Regions from separate parts of the Triticum aestivum genome. Here region 1 is linked to region 2. The links are chromatin contacts, called in public Hi-C maps. All regions are on one chromosome and are shown on one strand. The core of a region is the stretch at or near the end of the contact, and the rest is flanking DNA. Distances in the headings are between cores, read along the strand shown. Region 1 has its middle 7.5 kb from the start of TRNAM-CAU. Region 2 holds the start of LOC123139286 (calmodulin calcium-dependent NAD kinase).

Evidence for each region. Hi-C and Micro-C count contacts between places; a contact is called where the count stands out from the background.
Region 1: a contact with region 2 is called in a Hi-C map of leaf, with 4 times the contacts expected there. The contact joins the enhancer-like site here to the promoter of LOC123139286 in region 2. A contact is called at or near these places in 2 of 5 Hi-C or Micro-C datasets (both in leaf).

The regions. Positions count from the first base shown.
Region 1 is chr1B:573,950,126-573,957,684 of IWGSC CS RefSeq v2.1, reverse strand. It overlaps the pseudogene LOC123139315. Among protein-coding and RNA genes, the nearest start is that of TRNAM-CAU, 7.5 kb to the left of the region's middle. Within about 2 kb of position 3,199, at least 8 of the 8 cell types and tissues checked have an H3K27ac peak or open chromatin away from gene starts, as enhancers often do. A contact at or near this core is called in leaf, where this site is marked.
Region 2 is chr1B:573,631,506-573,638,652 of IWGSC CS RefSeq v2.1, reverse strand. LOC123139286 (calmodulin calcium-dependent NAD kinase) reads left to right here and starts at 2,303. Exons shown (of 8, transcript XM_044559087.1): 1 at 2,303-3,185; 2 at 3,853-4,076; 3 at 4,184-4,245; 4 at 5,110-5,331; 5 at 5,513-5,642; 6 at 5,882-6,207; 7 at 6,407-6,548; 8 at 6,656-7,089. The coding sequence starts at 3,089. The coding sequence ends at 6,931. It overlaps LOC123139258 (TNF receptor-associated factor homolog 1b), which reads left to right. Exons shown (of 13, transcript XM_044559076.1): 13 at 1-2,063. The coding sequence ends at 1,909.

The DNA.
Region 1 (7,559 bases), core at 1,950-4,449, 320 kb before region 2:
AATCATTCGGTTACAGCTAACTGTTGCAAAGATAAAAAATAAACAGCTAACTGTAGCATTTACATAATTTCTTTCTCGTAACTCATAACCATAATCCGAAATTCAGGATCGCAGTATCCGTTAAGGCATTTCATTCATCACGAACCGGAACAGGGAGTCTCAAACTTTTAGAGCTTCACTGGAACTGCAATCATTTCTTGTGCAGAAGAACTAGTACTGGAGCAACTGGCCTGTTGATCATTTCAAACTTGCAGCTCACCCATGTATCAGCAGGCAAGCTTGACGCAAATGATTCAACAATATCGAGTTCATCCCTACAGATAAGAAAGTGAGGAAGGTGATAAATGGATTCAGTCTTACATGTATATGATAGAAGTATAAAGTTAAACAACAAGCTTGACGCAAATGATTCAACAATATCGAGTTCATCCCTGCAGATAAGAAAGTGAAGAAGATAAATGGATTCAGTCTTAAATGATAGTTGATTGGAGTTTGATATTAAACAACAAGATTCTGATGTCAAGTTACAAGCAAGTCTATAGTCAAATATTATTAACCACCAAATACCTACACTACGAAAAATTTCCATCATCATGATGAAGGATGGCCGATCCACCTTCTTCTGGCTAGATACTTGGCGTCATCAACTACCGGTAGCTGCCGCTTTTCCAAATATTTTCTCTCACTCAACTGAGCCTAATATTTGGGTATCCTCAGCATGTCTGACAGTCTATATCTAATGTGAGGAATCACCTAATTAATGTGGCCTCCCTCGAATTGCAGTCGCTCTTGTCTTTGTTGCAGTGTAGAAAGCGATTGGAAGAATTGACAGTTTTATTCATCCGTTGACAGCGTACATATACAACAAGGCATGCATGCCATTAACCACTAACAACAACCTTGGCTAAACTCTAGCTAACAGCCTACAGACTAAGGTGCAGATCGTGTGCAGTAGAACGTGCAACAGATCGTGTGCATGTGGGTGTAGCTACTCCTGAGGATGCGTTCCAACATGCAGGACTTCCAGTTTGAGCTTGGTAATGACAAATGCTTCCTCAAGCATGCCTACAACCTCCTCATGCATGAGGAGGCCATAGATCCAAACGCCGCCTCAATTTGCGAAAGCAATGTGCCGAACAAAGTCAAGGACTTTGGCTGGCTACTATTCTGCAATCGCCTCAACACCAAGCTAAACCTCCACCACAAGCACATTGTGGACTCAAGCTCCTGCCTGAGATGCCAACTGCGCACCTATTCCTCCACTACCCCCCTTTGCCACACGGATTTGGCAAGGCCTAAGGTATCGATCTACATCAACAGGATATCAATACTATTTGGGAGGTGCAACCGCCTATATACCTCTAACAGCAACAGTGTGGCATGCCGCACTCATCGACGCCCCATGGAAGATTTGGGATGCAAGGAATCGCGCACCTTCCGTGATGGTCGCATCGATTTACTAAACCAGCTGGCAAGGTAGCCGCCGATTAAGGCTATACCTTTCTTCTCGTCTACTAACTGGCCTCGGCCATCTATTTCAGGTGCAGGCCACACTACACTGGCAATCAGTAATTACTTAAAAACCTAACAAACTAGCAATCACTGATATAATATTAGCAGTTGCGAAATGATTTTTACCTTCCACCCAGATGCCCAATGTAGACAAGGACACTTATGAGTCCCCCTGAGCTAACAATTCTGCTGGCAGCTTGCAGTGCCAGCTCAGTTGTCTCAGGTACTGTGATAATTGTTTTATCTCCTCCTGGAAGGTAGCCCAGATTGAATGCTACAAGCCTAAAAGTACATGCTCAAGATCATAGTTACTTGAACCGCCAATTTCAGCAATAATGGAATCATATAATTAAAACGAATGAAGTAAAAGAATTTAATCACCTGACAGGAGAATCTTTTGGAACAATTTCCTCCATTCTACTGTGACATTTTGTAAACAACTTGACTAGCTCCATCTGATGGAAAAAAATATAGAGTTGAGCCAGCACATGACACAAAACTGAGGCTTCATCTCTCATGAGAATATCGCAGTGAGCCTTTTTTTAGTTCTTCTTCCAAATTGTAAGGTCCAGGTGGAAAAATATCACACTGAAAACACTTAGACCAAGAATACTAGTGTATTTATGTGAGTATGCTACAAAATAATAATCATATACACTGTTTTATGTTTCGTCTCTTCTTTGATTCTTTCTCAAAGGAAACTCATAAGAGAAGCCACATTGTGTATAGTCCTCAAACAGACCAACAACAATGCTAAGTTGCTTCAAATGCTGAAATGCACATACCTCGCGACTGTCGACGGCCATTTTCAGAAAAGAGGAGGTGCTATCGATCGCGGAATCTTGGATGTCCATCCCATAAACACGCCCCTCGCCCAGTTTCATCGGACACCATCTTAAGCAGAGCAAACGTATCATTTCCGTTCCCACAGGTGGCATCGACCACCGTGTCTCCTTTCTGAACGATGCTCCTCCACACCCTAATAATCAGGTAACAGCGTAACAACAGTTAGGAACGAGAATGCTGCCCTGCCCTGCTGCTAGAAGGCGACTCAGGTTGGGCGAAAAACTGCGTTTAGTTTCAGCAACGGGAAGGAAGCAGAGTGCCTACGCGTGGGCTACCTCGGTGGCCTTGCGCTTGCCGGTGACGAAGCCCGCCACCGCCTCGTCCGCCCCTGCAACCAATCCCGGTCACGACATCGCGCGGCCGGCACGCGTTATTGAAGGGGGAAAATAAATAGATAATGCGAACCTCCGGCGGAGAGCGGGTCGGCGAGCTGCGCGGCGGCGGCGGAGAGGTGCCGCCGCTTGGGCGGGACGGGCAGATGGGATGGAGTGAAGCTGGGGATTCGTCGGAGAGGAGACGGAGTATGGGAGCGGCGGAGGAGGAGCGAGAGCGGAGGGCGCAGCAGTGACGGCGGAGGCATGGCTGCTGCGGTGGTGGTGGCGGCGGCGGAGACCGTGAGGATTGGTATTGGTACCCAGCAGCAGACGCAGCAAAAAAATAAGAGAGAGAGACCAGGTTCAGAGTTGCTCGAGTCAATCTGATGTTTCAGATGTACATGTGGCGACCCAAGTTGCCACTGAGCGTTTTTCATCACGACGATGGTATCGAACTCTCGACCTCAGCAATGAGACCTATACGCGCTAGCCAACTGCGGCTCAACCACTTGTTGTGTTCAAAGCGAAACGAACCTCTCTTGTTCGTTTCTTACGGTGGTTACTGTGCGGGTGACGGCCACGGCATGTCCACGCGGGATGTATTTCTTGTCCACATACTAGAAGGATTTTCTTTTTGTTTGTTTATTAAAAAACACCATATATTAACTTGTTTCAGAGAAGATCTGGTTTATTTTTATAAAAGTTCATCAAAAGTACACACCATCTCAAACATGATAAAAAATACATCGAGAATCCAGGACTACCGGACGACCACTACTACCATCCGAACAAGTCGACGGCGTGTACTGTTGCTACTCCCATACTAAAGCCGGTTTGACCTTGTCGACGACAACGGAAAAGTCTTTTGTGCACGTGTCCCTAAGGATAAGAGGGGACCAACAAGGCCCTGGCCCCTCCTAACATCAGGAATATGCTCCTAATTTACTGATGGACAGCACATAATTAGTAAATTTTTGGTACTAAAAGACTAATTTTCCTATGCTTTGGCCCTCCCGAGTCTATTACAATAACACTCAACCCTCCTGATCTATTTCTTTTGGCTTCGCCACTGGTCGTCGCCGTTCAACCCTGGCATAGATCTGAAGTAACTGACATCAAATCCCGTCATATTGCAAGAAATTATAATGTCAGAGCTCCAGCTCCTCCCTATTTGTTTAATGTCGTCATATTGTGGCCGTCATAACAACGCACGGCCGGCACACGTTATTGAAGGGGGAATGAATAGATAAGGAAACCTGCGGCGGAGAGCGGGTTGGCGAGCTGTGCGACGGAGAGGTGCCGCCGCTTGGGCGGGACGGGCAGAGGGGGTGGGGTGAAGCTGGGGAGTCAGCAGAGAGGAGATGGAGTCTGGGAGCGGCAGAGGAGGAGGGAGGGTGGAGGGCGCGGCAGTTACGGCGGAGGCATGGCTGCTGTGGTGGCGGTGGCGGTGGCGGCGGCGGCGGCGGAGACCGTGAGGATTTGGTATTGGTACCCAGCAGCAAACGCAGCAGAGAGAGAGAGAGAGAGAGAGAGAGAGAGAGACCAGGTTCAGAGTTGCTCGAGTGAATCTCATGATTCAGATGTACATGTGGCGACCCAAGTTGCCACTGAGCGTTTCATCATGACGATGGTCCTTTCTTTTAGGTGGGGTGAGAGCAATGACATCAGAGGCAATGACATATGCAGCGGATGCAATGACATCAGAGGCAATGGCGTTGAGAGACGGACTGGACTTGGCAAATAGCCTAGGGTTCCAATGAGTTGAAGCGGAATCCGACTCTCTAACGGTGATCAACTGCTACTCCGGTCAGAGTACTTGGTGGGATGCGGCGGCAGCGATATTCGCGGAATGTGTGGACATCTCTACCTTAATTGGGAAGGTCAACTTTAAGCATTGTTTTCGATCAGCAAATCAAGCAGCACATGTGCTAGCTAATTTTTGTTATTGTAATAAACTTTCTTCTAGTTGGACTGACGAGCCTCTAGATTGTCTGATGAGCAAGCTCGTAGATGATGTATCGTTATGCATTAATCAATAAAGCTAGCCATGATGGCCTTCCCTAAAAAAAGGTGGGGTGAGAGCATCTTCAGCCGGTGGGGTGAGAGCATGTCCAGCCGGACTTGCCAAATCCAACCTCCCAAACGTCCGCGGACGCGTCCGAGCGGGTCAAGAGACAGTGGCCGGGCATGCCTCAAAAATACATTTCACATCCGGATACCTCAAATCCATATTATTACATGCAACGTGAAACCTAATCTAAATAGAGCTCGCCCAGTGCCGCTCCCCGCTTGCCTGGCTCCGCCCTGGCCATGTCCGGCGGCCAACTGCGCTCCTCAGAATGTTGGTCTGGCCATTGATCCGGCAGCGGCACCGAGTAGACCTAGAAGGCGGGAAGGGCAGCACGCTCCTCATCGAGGGGGCGTCCATCATGATGGCCCCATCTTGACGGCAGCATGGTGACCTCGCGTCGGAGTATGGTGCGAACCCTAACCCTCAATCCCATTTCTCTATTCGTTCGCTCTAAACAAGGGGGCGATGATTGTGTGGGAGTTGATGATGTTCACTTTGAAATCTTTTTGTGCTAGGACCACTTGAGGAGCCATTCTTAGTAGAGATTCACCATCGGGAATTATTTTTTGTGGCCAAGGGATGAACAATCTTATGTTTATGGATCGACCGACACATTTGATCAATGTGAAGTAGACACCTGGTCTACACTATGGTTGAAGAGTTTCTTAGAAGAACTTGGACATGATACATGTAAAGCCCAAATTTGGTTTCTTCCTAGCATGAACCTGGATGTTGGTTTGAGTATCATGGACATGGATGAAGATTGTCTTAGTATGGCTGTAGTAGGGCCCAAGTTCCAATTTTTTAAGTTGTATGTGCACCAAGTTGACCTGTACAATGATCTTCATTTTGATTATGTTTGCATTATAGGCTCACCATCACTAACAAAAGTTTGAGCCTTCAAAAACCAATGATTTCTGCACAGAATTCCATGAGGGGTCCTAGGTTGAAGACAATGGTAGCAAAAGGCAACTTAATGTATGGACTGGGGCTATAGTGGTAGAACATGCAATAATATTGGACAAAAAGGAAGGTGATGTAAAAGAGTACCAATTGCAGAGGACAAAGAAAGTGCCCGATGACAATGATGATAGTGACTATGCAGATCAGGTTGATTGAGACAATGACATCGACAAAGATTATGATGATTTGTTTCTAGAGTGGGTCGATGAGGAGCCTCAAGATAATAAAGCAAAAAAAAGAAGGCAAAAGAGCATGACATTGATTTCTGACTATGATTCTGATGATCTTCAACTCCCGGCTTTAGAAAATGAGGAAGAAGAGTCAGATCATGAAGTGGTTTCGGAGAAAGGAAAAAAGAAGAAAAATAAGAATGTAAAGCTTAGGGCATTCAAACCAAAGGACATGATTGCTCCCACATTTGAGATAGGGATAGTGTTCCCTACAACTGTTGATCTCAAAGCAATCCAAGAGTATAGTATCCAGAATAATGGTGCTATGAAGTATGCCAAGAATGATAAGCAAAGGATCAAGGCACACTGTGAGGAAAATTGCCTGTGGTATCTATTTGCAGCTCCTGACAGTGGGGATTAGAGTTTTGTGGTGAAAACATATGTTGGAATTCACACATGTAATAAAAGAGTGGGAGTTGAAAGCATTCATTCCAAAGTACTGCAAGGTATATGTCGATGCCATGAACCTAGGGTAGGGTCATAGGTCCGACCTATACGCCCTACCCAAGGTCATGTTGGAAATATGCCATAGAGGCAATAATAAAATGGTTATTATTATATTTCCTTGTTCATGATAATTGTCTATTGTTCATGCTATAATTGTATTAACTGGAAACCGTAATACATGTGTGAATACATAGACCACAACATGTCCCTAGTGAGCCTCTAGTTGACTAGCTCGTTGATCAATAGATGGTTATGGTTTCCTGACCATGGACATTGGATGTCATTGATAACGGGATCACATCATTAGGAGAATGATGTGATGGACAAGACCCAATCCTAAGCATAGTACAAGATCGTGTAGTTCGTTTGCTAAAGCTTTTCTAATGTCAAGTATCATTTCCTTAGACCATGAGATTGTGTAACTCCCTGATACCGTAGGAGTACTTTGGGTGTACCAAACGTCACAACGTAACTGGGTGGCTATAAAGGTGCACTACAGGTATCTCCGAAAGTGTCTGTTGGGTTGGCACGAATCGAGACTGGGATTTGTTACTCCGTATTACGCAGAGGTATCTCTGGGCCCACTCGGTAATGCATCATCATAATGAGATCAATGTGACTAAGTAGTTAGTCATGGGATCATGCATTACGGAACGAGTAAAGTGACTTGCCGGTAACGAGATTGAACGAGGTATTGGGATACCGACGATCGAATCTCGGGCAAGTAACATACCGATTGACAAAGGGAATTGCATACAGGATTGCTTGAATCCTTGACATCGTGGTTCATCCGATGAGATCATCGTGGAACATGTGGGAGCCAACATGGGTATCCAGATCCCGCTATTGGTTATTGACTTGAGAACGTCTCGGTCATGTCTGCATGGTTCCCGAACCCGTAGGGTCTACACACTTAAGGTTCGGTGACACTAGAGTTGTTATGGGAAATAGTATGTGGTTACTAAAGGTTGTTCGGAGTCCCGGATGAGATCCCGGACATGACGAGGAGCTCTAGAATGGTTTGGATGTGAAGATCCGTATATTGGACGAAGGGTATTGGAGTCCGGAATTGTTCCGGGGGTACCAGGTGATGACCAGCGTGTCCGAAAGGGGTTTCGGAGGCCCCGGCAAGCGTTGGGGGGCCTTATGGGCCAAGGGGAGAGGGCACGTCAGCCC
Region 2 (7,147 bases), core at 1,054-3,553:
TAGCTCAAAATCAACTCCAACTGATACAGATAAAGATGTTCCTCTTCCTTCAAGATCGCCACGAATCAATAGAGCTGCTCCAGTTCCCCCCAAATCGCCTCCAACTGATAAAGCTACACCAGTTCGTCCGAAATCCCCACCAGCTGAAAAAGCTACTCCAGTTCCTCCAAAATCTCCGCCAACTCATAAAGCTACTCCAGTTCCTACAAAATCTCCGCCAACTGATAAAGCTATTCCAGTCACTCCAAAATCTCCACTGACTGATAAAGCTACTTCAGTTCCTCCGAAATCTCCACCAGCTGCTAAAGCTGCTGTGGTTCCTCTGAAATCTCCAGCGACTGATAAAGCTAATCTGGTACCTCTAAAATCTCCATCAGCTGGTAAATCTTCTGTAGTTGTACCCATAACACTACCATCTGCTAAGGATGCTGGCACTCCTTCAAGATCACTGCAAGTTGATAAATCCATACCAGCCCCCCCAAGACTACCACAAGTTGATAAAGCTGCTCCACTTCCCTCCGCATCGCCACAAACTTCTTCCACCACTTATTCAGAAGCTCGGGAAGAGACTACTCCTATAAAGGTTACATCCACCAGAGTTTCTGAGGTTGCTGTCACAACATCAAGGCCTTCAAGTGCCCCTGTATTCCCTACACCAAGAACAACTGTACCAGCTACTCCACAAGTTCAAGTTTCTACATTGCTTCCGCGCTCAGCGAGTGAAGCAGCTGGAAGATCAGGAAATGATCCTTCCCCTTCTGCCCCAGCGTATGTTCCACAGACCTACCGTAATGCCATCCTTGGTAAGCCTGGTCTGGGTACATCCTCTTCAATTCTTTCATATCAGTCAACTACTCTGGGACAAGGTACTGCACTTTCGCAGCCGCTATCAACATATGCATCAACTGCGTCACTAATGATGCCTCCTGCTGGGAGGAACGATCAGTTGTTGTCAGCTAGGCATGGATTTAAATCTGGGTTGGGGAATTCAGATACACTTGATAGTTGGCAACCATGGAAAGGTGATAGTAGCATCAACAATCATCTCTGGAGGGACGATTCCCCTTACCAACGGACGACAAATGGTCATGCGTATCAACAAACTTGGAAAGATGATGCTTATCAGCAGACACGCGGTACTGAAACAGAAAACTTCAGCAGGTTTGGAGGATTGCAACCACCTAGACAGACTCCTGTCAGTTTTGTCATGCAGCAGCCACAGGCGCCCGTGGCTGAAGAATATCAGCACCTTGACATCATCAATGATTTGCTCGACGAGGGACAGACCAATGGCAGTAAGGCCGAGCCTATGCGCCATGATTACCATGCCTATGGTCTGCCATTTTCGCTGAGAGGCAACATAGCAGATTCAGAAATGGCTTCTGTTAGCAGTCCAGGGCGGTTTAGCAGAGGCAGCTTGGCAGATTTGGATATGGCCTCTGTCAGTAGTTCCAGGCGGTTTAGCAGAGGAAACTTGGTAGATTCTGAGATGTCTTCTGTGGGCAGTCCTGGGCGGTTTAGCAGAGGCAGCCTGGCAGATCCTGAGATGATGGCTTCTGTCAGCAGTCCCGGTCGGTTCAATTCCACGGACCGGTACTACGATGATGGGTTCTCGAGGGCCTATGACATGAGCCCTCTCCAGGGGGCGAGGGAGATGCAGTTCTCCTCGCTGGACACATACGGCACCAATGGTGGCCTGTCCGACATGAGCACATCAAAGCCATGGCTGTATGGCGGGCATAGCCCTGTGAATCCGTCATCGATGAATCTCGGATCGCTGAGCACAAACGGGTTCCCGCAGCACCACCACCAGATGGGGGACTACAGCAGCAACCTGGCGAGCGGGGTGAACGGTGTGGGCTCTGCCGCGGCCGCGTATCGGCGCCAGGCCAACAACGGGCGCTGGTGATGCGATGGGATGATATATGCCTGTATACAGTCAGTCTTACAGTCGAAGGAAATAATGCTTGTTGTAACAGATGCTTGTGCCGCCATGGGCATGTAATTTGAAACCTTTAGCTTTAAAAAAGGGGAGAAAAGAAAAGGGATACAGTTTACATTTCCGTAAAGCGCTCTCGTCGTCTGCTTTAAAAGCTTGCAGTTGAGTGCCTGACTGACTGACTGACTGGAGTGAACGCGTCATCAGGCGCCGTTCTAACCTTTCCTCGGTCCCTTCAATCGTCGAAAATGTTGGGATTTGTGCGTCGGTCGACGGTCGCTGCCTAGTGCCTACTACAGTACGTAGCAGGGGCCAACAAAAGAAGCCGGCCAGGATGGAACGCTTTTGGTTGGTCGGGTCATTCGGCGCCCGCCTACCACCAGGTTCGTTTCCATGGCGCGAGACGATCAGACGAGTCAAGGAAGGCGTGCATTGTTGACGCGACGGGGGACGCGGGCCGAGAAGATCGGAAGACGTCGCCGGGAACCCGCACATGGCTGCTGGCCCTTGCAGTTGGATTCGAGGTGTAGAAAGAAATGCACTAACAAATCTGGTCTGGGCGGTGGGCAGCAAAGTCAAAACTGCCCGCGCCCGATCATTTCACCCGTACGCTTTCTTTCTTTCTTTCTCTCGCCAGCCACCAACGGCCCCTCACCCTGCACACCACCACCAACCACCACCGCGCGCTCCTCTCCTCTACGCCGTACGCGCGCCGTCGCGAGGCCGCGGAACGTACCGTACCGTCCATACATATACACACAGCCAGAGCCAGGCCTTCCTTCCTCCCTTGCACGCCGCGGCCGCCGAGTGCAGTGCAGACTGCTTCCCACCCGGCGAAACCCGGGCCCTGGCCGTCGCCATCGCCGCCGCCCCGGCCGCGCATTCCGTCCGCTCCGCTCCGTAGCTAGGGGCACGCCACTGTACCGCCTGTCCCCGGCCCCCCGGGGGGCTCCAGGATTTCCGACCCACCCTCGGGTGGGTTGTCCAGAAGCATCGACGACCCGCTCCCGCTCCCGCTCCGTATAAACAAATCCACGCCGCACCCTCCTTCCTCTTCCTCCCTCGTCGCCTGATCCCACTACCCCACCGCATTTCTCGTCTCCACTCGCCTTCAACTGCCGGAAGTAGGGGGGGGCGGAAGGAGGCGGCATGAGGGACGACGGCCCCGCGGCGGCGCTGGTGCCGCGCCTGGCCGTCTCCAGCGCCAGCCGCGTCGAGGAGCTCGAGCGCTTCTCCCATTACGTCGGTACGTGCGTGCGTGCGCTCCTCCCCTCCCCCGCCCTCAGCTTTAGCTCCCGCTGCTAGCCTGCCATCGTAAGCTGCCCTTCTTCCTCGCCCAGTTTCAGTTCCTCGAGTAATCTGGACGCCGTTTCTGTTCGTCTGTGCTGTTTGTATGCTCATCTTTCATTCATCTTGTACTAGTAGTAGTACTGCTTCGTTTTGCACCTGTGAATTTGTTCGTGCGATCCATTTCATCAGGCGAACCGCCTCAGATTCCCGGGGCTCGCCCGTTTATAACTTGCCCCACCGGATCCCAATCCAAGAAATAGGGAATCCCAGCTGCACAAGCATCCCCTCTCGATTTGTTAATCAAAATTAGTACCGGGTCTGCTTGCTCATGGTGGACATTTAACTAGACACCCAACTTGCCCATACCATACACAAGAAAACTGTACATTAGATAATGTTTCTGTGACTCTGCCGGATGCACGCACATCGCTATCATTTCCCACCCTTCTTTCACAATAAACTAGTAAAACCCACGTCGCCATCAAAGATCCAGACGCACGGCATGTTCCTTCCTTCTGGCTCTAGCTGCTGTGCACAATCCTATGACAATAATGCGGTTTTGGAGCCACGCTGCTTCCCCTGAACCTTCCTGCCTGACAAAAATCTGTGACATTTTTCTCCAGCCAGGCAAATCGGGTTCGACCAAGCCAGCGAGTGCCCGCACCTGTGCACGCTGGCCTACGACTACCTGCGCAAGAACAAGGGCTACGAGGAGAACATATTCGCCTTCTTCCACAACACCGCCGACCCGGGGTCCCTCATCGTCAACTTCATCGAGGAGCTCGACAAGTGCATACTCGGCTACTTCTCCTTCCACTGGAAATGCTCCACCTACATGATCACCCAGGTAAAAATTAAGGAGAAATCGACCTTCCGTTCTTTCTTCCTTGCGAACGATGCATGTTCTTCCACTGATATTTTGTATATTGATTTGATACAGTGTGATCTCCACAGGTTCTGACAGTGGAAGGCGCGCCCAAAAGAAAGCTCCGGAACATGGTATTGGAGGCCACCAGGTGATTGATTATCCATTCTTTAGGCGGCACGCGTCATTGCAGTAGAGCCTGTCGATGCGTCGTGGTTGTCTATTCTTTGCTTTGTTTCGCCCATTATTTTTAGCTTGCATCATCTTAGTGTATGTAGTACTTGGTATGCCGCTCTTGTGTGTGGTTTGATAAGTTCTTCTTTATCAGCGTGCTGGATTTCGTCCTTGAATTATTCACACAGTTGACTTCTACTTTCATCTGACCAAGTAATAAATAAGTCAACCTGGCACTGGATCAACTTCAGAGCTCAGCGTGGGCTCTGTAGCAGAAACTGCATCTTTTGAGGTCAGGAGTGATGAGATTGAGATGGTGCCCATGTGCCAAGGTTTTAAATTACTCCCACAACCACATGTTGGTTTGTCATGACACTTTCCTGGAAATGTCTCTTTGAATGAGTGCATTGCTAAATTGCCCGGTCCAGTTTGTGTCTGCGTTTCTTATTATTAATCTTGAAAGCAATTAATTCACTGCCAGTGGGGTACAATAATTCCAGTGTGTATCTGTCCGTTTCTAAAGCGAAATATGTCTGCATAGGAGAACTATAATTGAATTAATCCATAAAAAGTGTGAAAAATATACAAAAAATACAACTACAAGAACCGTATGCTTAACAAGTTCCTTTATGCATCATGTACCTCCCTAACTTCCTAAGCAGAGGAGTTTAGTTCGAGCATATGTTTACAACTTAGATCTGAGATGGTATTTTCTTCTCAAAAAGAATACATAAACTCTAATCTGGTTCAGTCATAAGTATGAGATATAATTACAGCTAATGATCTCTGTTCATCTGACACCAAAACTGAAGTCTAGTATCTGATTCTCCTCTAAACACAGGAGTCAGAGATTCGAAAGGGTCACAAGAAACTTAAAGGTAACTAGGCTATTCTCCACACTGGTGGAAGAGCTGAAGGCCATAGGACTATCTCCCCAAGGTCCGGCACAGTGCAGCGATGTGATGGTCCCAGTAGCACATTGTGATCGCAGCCCAGTCCTGCTCCTGATGGGTGGCGGAATGGGAGCTGGCAAGAGCACTGTACTTAAAGATATACTAAAGGAGTAAGTTGATCAATTCTGTACTTGTTGCTCACTGTTAATTTCTTCTGGCAATCTGCACGCATTGCACACAGAAAAAGCAGAGTAAACGGATGAGAAATGCCGAGCTGTTCAAACTGAAAGCAAGTAGAGCAGCTAAATAGAAGACTTTGTGTCTATAAGCTGATCAGCCTATTATTTGTAGATCATTTTGGTCTGGAGCAGCAGCAAATGCAGTGGTGGTGGAGGCAGATGCATTCAAGGAAACCGATGTCATATATCGAGCAATCAGCTCAAGAGGTCACCACAACGACATGTTGCAGACGGCAGAGCTGGTATGTTCTACTATGTGACTAGCACAATATATACCGATTAATTGACTGATCAAAATGAACAAGGTTGCATATTTTACTGGTTCATACTTCTAATAATGAGAAGCGCTATCAGAAACCAACCTGAAGGAAACCCTGACACCCATCATTTCAATTATACTGAAACAAGCAATTTATCCAAACTGAATTAGCTGATGAATCATTATGCACATCTTATATCGTGATTCACAACGTCGTTACAGGTGCACCAGTCATCGATGGACGCGGCCTCGTCGCTCCTGGTGACCGCCCTGAACGAAGGGAGGGACGTGATCATGGACGGCACGCTGTCGTGGGAGCCATTTTTCCAGCAAACGGTAGCCATGGCAAGGGCAGTGCACCGGCAGCGGTACCGCATGGGCGTCGGCTACAAGGTCACTGAAGATGGGTCGATCACGGAGGATTACTGGGAGCCGGTTGAGGCCCGCAGTACTGACGAAGAGAGCGAGATGAGATCGAGGAAGCCCTACCGCATCGAGCTCGTCGGTGTCGTCTGTGATGCCTACCTCGCTGTTGTGAGAGGAATCAGGTGAATCTCCTACTCCCTTCGATCCATAATAAGTGTCGTGGTTAGTACATGCCAGAATTAGCTAGTATCTCGCGCTATTGCCATTTGGCGAACTACTTGGCTTCAAGCACTGAGCATCTCACCCAACAGAGGGGAAGATTTCTGCTCATACTTGAATGGAAACACAGAAGCATTGCATCTAAAAGTCTGGCATTGGCAGGAGAGCGGTGATCACGGGGAGAGCGGTGAGGGTCAAGTCCCAGCTGCAGTCGCACAAGCGATTCGCCACCGCATTCCGTGGATACTGCGGCGTCGTCGACAACGCGAGGCTCTACAGCACCAACTCCATGGGTGCCCCAAAGGTAAGGAGCCACCACTCTGTTCGAAGCCAACAATGAACAATCCGCTCCTGGAGCTGGAGTATCATGTTTGTTGAACCTATGGAGTGTTGTTCCACATGGCATAGCAGTTGATAGGGTGGAAGGACGGCGAGAGCAACCTGCTGGTGGACCCGGAGGAGATCGGGTGCCTGGAGCGGGTGAGCGGCCTGAACGACGAGGCCAACTGCGTGGACGAGCTCTACCCGGACGGCCAGCCGTCGCCGTCGGCGTGGCAGGACCTCGTGGCGTCGCCGTCGAGGGCGTCCGTGCAGCGCGAGCTCAGGGCCGCCGTCCAGGCGAGCGAGGCGCGCTTCCGGGCCGACGGCGCCCTCCGCGGCGGCGACGCGCCGGTACAAACTTTTTGAGTCCGGCGCGTGCGGTGCGAATCATCATCCGTGATGAGGGTGTTTTCTTTCTCCTTTTCCTTTTCTTCTTCCTCTTGACACTGTGAGGCTGGGGGTGTTGGGTTGAGTGGTGGTGCTAAATGATGGATGGCTCGCCGAAGAGGCCGTGCTTTCTGCCATCTCCAAACCCGATCCATCATTGTGTATTCAAACACATACACACACACGAGCGTCGGT